Linked DNA regions of Rattus norvegicus: region 1 is linked to region 2. The links are chromatin contacts, called in public Hi-C maps. All regions are on one chromosome and are shown on one strand. Each heading gives the region's core, a stretch centred on a gene start, on an enhancer-like site or on the middle of the called end of the contact. The rest is flanking DNA. Distances are from core to core; before and after follow the strand shown.

Region 1 (3,100 bases), core at 540-3,039, 210 kb after region 2:
TAATACCAAAGATTATACTATAAAAACAATTTTATTGGCACATGCTCATCATAGTTTTCAGATCATTTGAAATTCAAAATGTATGATTTTTAATCTCTGGAACTGCTCAGAATAGATCAATCTGTGTCTCGCTATAGCTCTCGGGCTGGCAGTGGTGGCACACACCTTTTATCCCAGCACTCAGGAGGCAGACGCCATGTGGATCTATCTTCAGGCCAGCCTGGTCTAGAGAGTGAGTTCAGGACAGCCAGAGCTACACAGAGAAACCCTGTTTGAAAAAAAAAAAGAAAAGAAAAGAAAAAAAGCAAAACCAAAAAAGATCTCCTATCACTCCACATAGCCAAGAGCTGAGAGCAACCCTTGAGTATACTCCCTTGTTAACACACTGCCATGTTAGTGTCCTCCTATGACTTTTTATATGTGTGTTTGAATAGCTGTGGAACTATAATGAACTTAAACTCTTAGCCTTTGGAAAAACACAAATCATTTTGAGGTCTTGGTAATACTTTATTTTAGGTACTAGTCCTAAAACTCCATTTATGAATATACACTAAATCTTATACTTCATTTCAAAGAGTTTACGAATCCTTAACATCCATTTGCAAATCACAAGGACACTTATTCCTAGGCTGCTATTTTCCCTACTTAACAAAACAAATAGGAATGTTGCTCCTGAATGAAGGCAGGCATTGCAAATTGTTTCTCTTTCTTTTGTCATTTTTATTAGGAATAGGTTTACACCCATACATCCAGTCTTAGTTTAGTTCTTTTTATCAACGTTCTATTGCCCGTGGTTGAGATCAAATTTATGAAGCCTTCTCCATCAGAAGCATGCTCCAGGGAGATACACTAACCAATCTTAAATGCAAATATGGCCATTAAAGCACATGTGACATTGATGTTTATTTACGCATGCCCGATTAACTCCTAGTTAATCAGTGTCAATCAGTTAATTAGTGTCAATAAAGGCAATCCTGAGAAATGAATGCTACATGCATTTTCTCATAGCCACGTATACACGGATCAATGTAAGTACAGAATGACTAAGCTGCCTCAGATGCACATATCTCAAGATTATCATTCCTCAAGCCTGAATTTCTATCACTAGTGTATGAACCCTAGACATCCATTTGCCTTTCTGGTAGAATCGCGAGCACACGATGCCATCTGGTGGAGAAAATAGAGAAAAACACCAATGCTGAGCTAATTGGCAAATCAGGTCTTCTAAAATCTAGTTCAACGCCCTGCTACAGTCTCCTCAGAAATTAAGAGCCATATTTATTGCTCAACACATCCCTGATTTGAAATGGTCCTTATTATTTTAAATCCTAACCACACCTAAAAAAAAATCAAAACAAAAAGGCCACAGCCAGAATAATCTCAGAATAAAATAGCAATAAAACATCTTCCAAAGTTTCTTCCTCATTCTAAGTGATTTCCTATCAAAAGCCTCAGCCAGTTGTGGCCCACACCTTTAGTGCCAGCACTCAGGAGGCAGGAGCAAGCAGATCTCTGCTGCTTTGAAGCCAGCTGGGTCTACTTACAGAGTTCCAGGCCAGTTAAGGATACATGAGACTCTGCCTCAAAAAAAAGCAAGAAAAAGAGAAATCAGGAGAAGGAGGAGGAGGAAGATGAGAAAGAAGAGGAAGAAGAGAAGGAGGAGAAAGAGGAGGAGGAAAACAACCACCACCACCACAAGAACAACAGCAGCACCTTGAATCCAGATATTATCACAATAAAAGCTGTAAGAAAAAAGAAGCAGCTTTCCGGCGGTGATGACCTCCCTACGAGAACATGTCTCTCACAAAGGATCTCCTTCATCCCTCTCCAAAAGAGAAGAAAAAGCGCCTGGTGCAGAGCCCCAATTGCTACTTTATGGATGTGAAATGCCCAGGATGCTATAAAATCACCACGGTCTTTAGCCATGCACAAACAGTAGTCTTGTGTGTTGGCTGCTCCATGGTCCTCTGTCAGCCTACAGGTGGGAAAGCAAGGCTGACAGAAGGATGCTCCTTCAGGAGGAAGCAGCACTGAAAGCCCCTGATTCAAGATGAGTGGAACCTTCCCAATAAATACATTTTGGATATATATTTTTAAAGAAAAGAAAGAAGGGGGGTTGGGGATTTAGTTCAGTGGTAGAGCACTTGCCTAGCAAGCGCAAGGCCCTGGGTTCGGTCCCCAGCTCCGAAAAAAAAAAAAAAAGAAAGAAGGAAAGAAAGAAACAGTTATGATCTGTAATGTACTGTCTCTCGAAGGACATGAACCTCATCACTTTAGTTTTCTCTGCAAAATCTTTAGACAAGGACATTTTCTGATGTGATGCCACACGCTCAAAAAATTGAACACATATTAAAGTGTGTAATATAAGCCTTATTAAACTATGTAATATAAACCTCGTTTCTTCCAATAAAGGCAGAGCATCAGTCTCACGGGTACCTTTGGTGGGCGCAGGCTGTATACTGATAATCGACTGCTGCTTTGCCAGTGGCATCAGGGCTGGCAGTGTCTGAATGATGATGGTCTTTGCTGGGACACTGGCGTTTGCTGGAGTCTTGGGTGCTGCTGGAAGTAACAAAGGCTTGGGCTGAACTGAAGGTTTTGAACTCATCTGGATTTTTTTCTTTGGAGTCAGTCCATGTTCTGGAGTAAAAAAACAAAATTCAAATCAATCTGAAGAAAGTTAAGAAAACATATCACGTTACATGCGCTCCTCTATGTATTAGCCTGACTTCAAGTAACAGTCACCAAGGGGCATATGCACAGCTTCTCTGTAACAGAGTGGACTGAAAAGAACTCCCCGACCTGAGATCATCCTCTGTGCAGTTCTGGAAGGGGGAACATGATCTGGTAAAGGCTAACAGTACTGAATGAAGCCTGCGCTTAATGAGCTGAGAGGCTCACAGTGTCTGTAACTGGACCTTTACAGCCTCTCCTGCAGACAACAGAACCCAAGTCTACTTTAATATTTCTCACCTATGATGACAAAGACCATCACAGGAAAATTTCTCCCCTTGTCCTCTTCGCAGTTGTCATTCAAAACAACAACAACAAAAAAGATGTAATTTAGGGTTTTAAGAGTACTGGTTGTTACACAAGTGGA
Region 2 (2,834 bases), core at 170-2,669:
AGCATATCTAAGCTGGAGTCTGCTTCTGCTTGATTTATTGGTTGAATTATTCCAATCTCTTTGCTCAGCATCAGGAACAAAGTTCCCGATTGAGTTCGGATTTCTCAAGGAAGTAGAATACCTTTTAGGTACCCTTTGACTTTGAGGGGATTGATATTGACATCCCAAGACCAAGTTCTCAGCCCAAAGGAGATTTATTTGCCCCAGAGGAACAAATGGCAGGGAATAAGAGTCAAAGACAGGAGAGAGAGGATGAGGGTGAAGGGGAAAGGAACAAGGGAGAAGCGGAAGAGATCTCTGTTCTGGAGGACACAGGTCCGCCTCTGGATGGAGAGGAGACAGACACATAGGCCTATAGGCAAATGGCAGCTCGTAAGGTAAAGGGGGAAACCCCGTGTTAGGATGAGGGGTTTAATTTTGATTGCACAGATTAATTAGGGCTTTTAATTGCTGCACTTTTGTAGTTAGCCTCAGGGGAGGAAGTGGCCAAATAAGGTTCTAGATCTTGGTGGCTAGCTTTAGGAATGTAATCTAACGGTTTTTAACAAGGTCGATGGACTAGGAGAAGGGCAAGGCTCGCCCCAGCCGAGCTTCACATGCTCGGGTTAGCTACAACCCCTCAGGATTGACCTGGCTCTGCTGAGTATTCTCAGAGTGGCAGTTATCCTGGAAGGCGCAATGCTCTTTGCGAAAGTGACACTGTTAATCTTCTTAGCAGGCATATTCAGGGACACCAATTAAAGAGCACAATAACGACCACAAATATATACTCTTTAGAGATTATCTGGCCTGTTCATTCTGTCCCAAACCACGGAGATTCTAAGAGGTGTTCCCTGTGGCAGGCGTTTAGTTCTGGGAAATCACCAGGACAAGCAGAGTGGCAGAAACCTGTAGCCACTCTCCGCATTTTAAAAATGTATCCAACTCCACCACATTCTGTCAGAGATTCAAGATGCATCCTCTAGGTTGAGGTATTTTCAGTTTCTAAGGTTGTGACAGACATGAGGACTACAGTTATTCCTAAATTCGAAGCTTCTCTCACTCTGGATGAAGTCGGGGGTCAAAAACCAAACAAACCAAAAACATATCAAAAGGAGAGATCATGTTCCTCTGCTGTCCCGGTTGCACTCCAGGGGCCAGTCAGGGCTCCGCCGGGGCTCGGGCGTGAAGAAAACTCTTGAAAACGCACACGAAGTCCTTCTCAGGTCAGCATCTACAGTCAGATACAAGGCCAGCAGCGCCCTTCCCACGCCAGCCGGCGCCTGCTTAGCGCAGCGGCCGAACCCTGGAGGAGGCGGGGTCCCCGGGCGTAGAGCCCGACTCTGTGCGCTTCCCGGTCCTCCTCCTCCGCGCCGTCACTGGCTGCATCTTTCTGCCCCGGCACAATAGAGGCTCCGCCTTCCCTCCGCGCCAGCCCCGCGGCGCCCTGGGCCAGCAACCCTCCCTCGTCTTGTGCTCTGTGGCCACTGTCCGTCTTGAGTCCAGTCCCAGTGTGTCCCGGGCTTGGGCTTCCCGGCGCCAGTCTTCCACCTGAGCTCACCCTACGGCTCGCCCTCAGCAAGCCGGCGCTCTACTCCGCTCCCCCAGTCACCTCTTTCTTGTGACCTCTCTGCACAGTCTAGGTTGCTGGGGTCTGGAAGGAGATGTTCAGGGTCTCTGGGGAGCACAGTCCTGCTCCACTCAGCCACACCCAGCCTTAGACGGTTCTCTGAGCAACTACTCTTCCGGACTCCAGTGAAGACGCCTTCCAGCCTGTCTTTGTTGAGATCCCCCCCCCCAACCCAAGGTGGTCTCTGTAGGGACTAAGGTCCCTATCGCTGCATCTCTCATGGCCTATCCTCTGCCATTGGTTCTCTGCTTTGCTTTGGTGGTGGCACGGGTCTGGGGGTCCAGTACACCTCCCACAGGGACAAGTGAGCCCCCCGATGTGCAAACAGTGGCGCCCACGGAGGATGACGTTCTGCAAAACGAGGCGGACAACCAGGAGAACGTTTTATCTCAGGTAGGATGAGGAATCTCATGCCCACCCGTCTTACCTTGGGGGACCGCAAGGACCTGAGGCTACTCCTGGATGAAGTGTTTGCGAGCAGCTGTTTTTCTCTGTATTTTTAGTGAAAAGGATGTTTACTTTTAGTTTGTCACATTATATTGCTTGTTTGGTGTTGGACAGGCTTTCTTGTAGACCAGGCTGGTTTCCAAGCTCACTGTGTGGTTGAGGCCAGCCTTGAACTTCTGGTCCCTCTTACCTCCGCTTCTCAAACGTGGAGATTCTACTGCTCTGACTTTAGTTTTGTGGCACTGTGATAAGGTATTGTGTTAAAAGTAAGGGCATGGGTCCTGCTCTCACAACTGCCGAGTGTTTCAGGCTTACTAAGGCAAGAGAAAGGAAAGGAAGATTCCATACACTTGTTGAGAAGAAAGATGTGTGTGCCTGTGCGTGTGCATGTGTGTTTGTTGATGTAATGGTTGTGAAAAGTCCCTCTTGCCTACGAGACTGCCTGTCAGAATTGGAATGTGTAAACAGGAGGGCACGTAGGATAGGAGGCAGATGGCATACGCGGTGGGAGATGTTTTATAACCCCAGACGAGCCATTCGGACAGAGGCATAAGGTGAAGGCAGAATGTGTGATGCCTAGGAGGGGGACCCCAGAACAGAGGGACTTGTGTTAAGACCTGGTGTACCAGGAGTAGAGTGTTAGTGCAGATCCACACAGTTGTGGCTGATTCTCTCTGGGAGCCAAGTGACCCAGGACATCGATGAGTGCTGTAGCGTGTCCATTGATGAACGAACTCAGAACTCAGAACACCCTGATAGCCCTCTCAGAGATGAGGAG

Evidence for each region. A called contact is a pair of places that touch in the nucleus more often than the background predicts.
Region 1: a Hi-C map of the A7r5 cell line shows a contact between it and region 2, with 4 times the contacts expected there. The contact joins the promoter of LOC100911728 here to the promoter of Olfml2b in region 2. A contact is called at or near these places in 8 of 12 Hi-C or Micro-C datasets (the A7r5 cell line, Schwann cells, frontal cortex and 5 more).

Annotation. Positions count from the first base shown.
Region 1 is chr13:85,613,745-85,616,844 of GRCr8, forward strand. It overlaps LOC100911728 (40S ribosomal protein S27-like), which reads left to right and starts at 1,790. Exons shown (of 1, transcript XM_003751271.6): 1 at 1,790-2,090. The coding sequence starts at 1,795. The coding sequence ends at 2,034. It overlaps Atf6 (activating transcription factor 6), which reads right to left. Exons shown (of 16, transcript NM_001107196.1): 6 at 2,437-2,640.
Region 2 is chr13:85,400,750-85,403,583 of GRCr8, forward strand. It overlaps Olfml2b (olfactomedin-like 2B), which reads left to right and starts at 1,420. Exons shown (of 8, transcript NM_001107195.1): 1 at 1,420-2,002. The coding sequence starts at 1,829.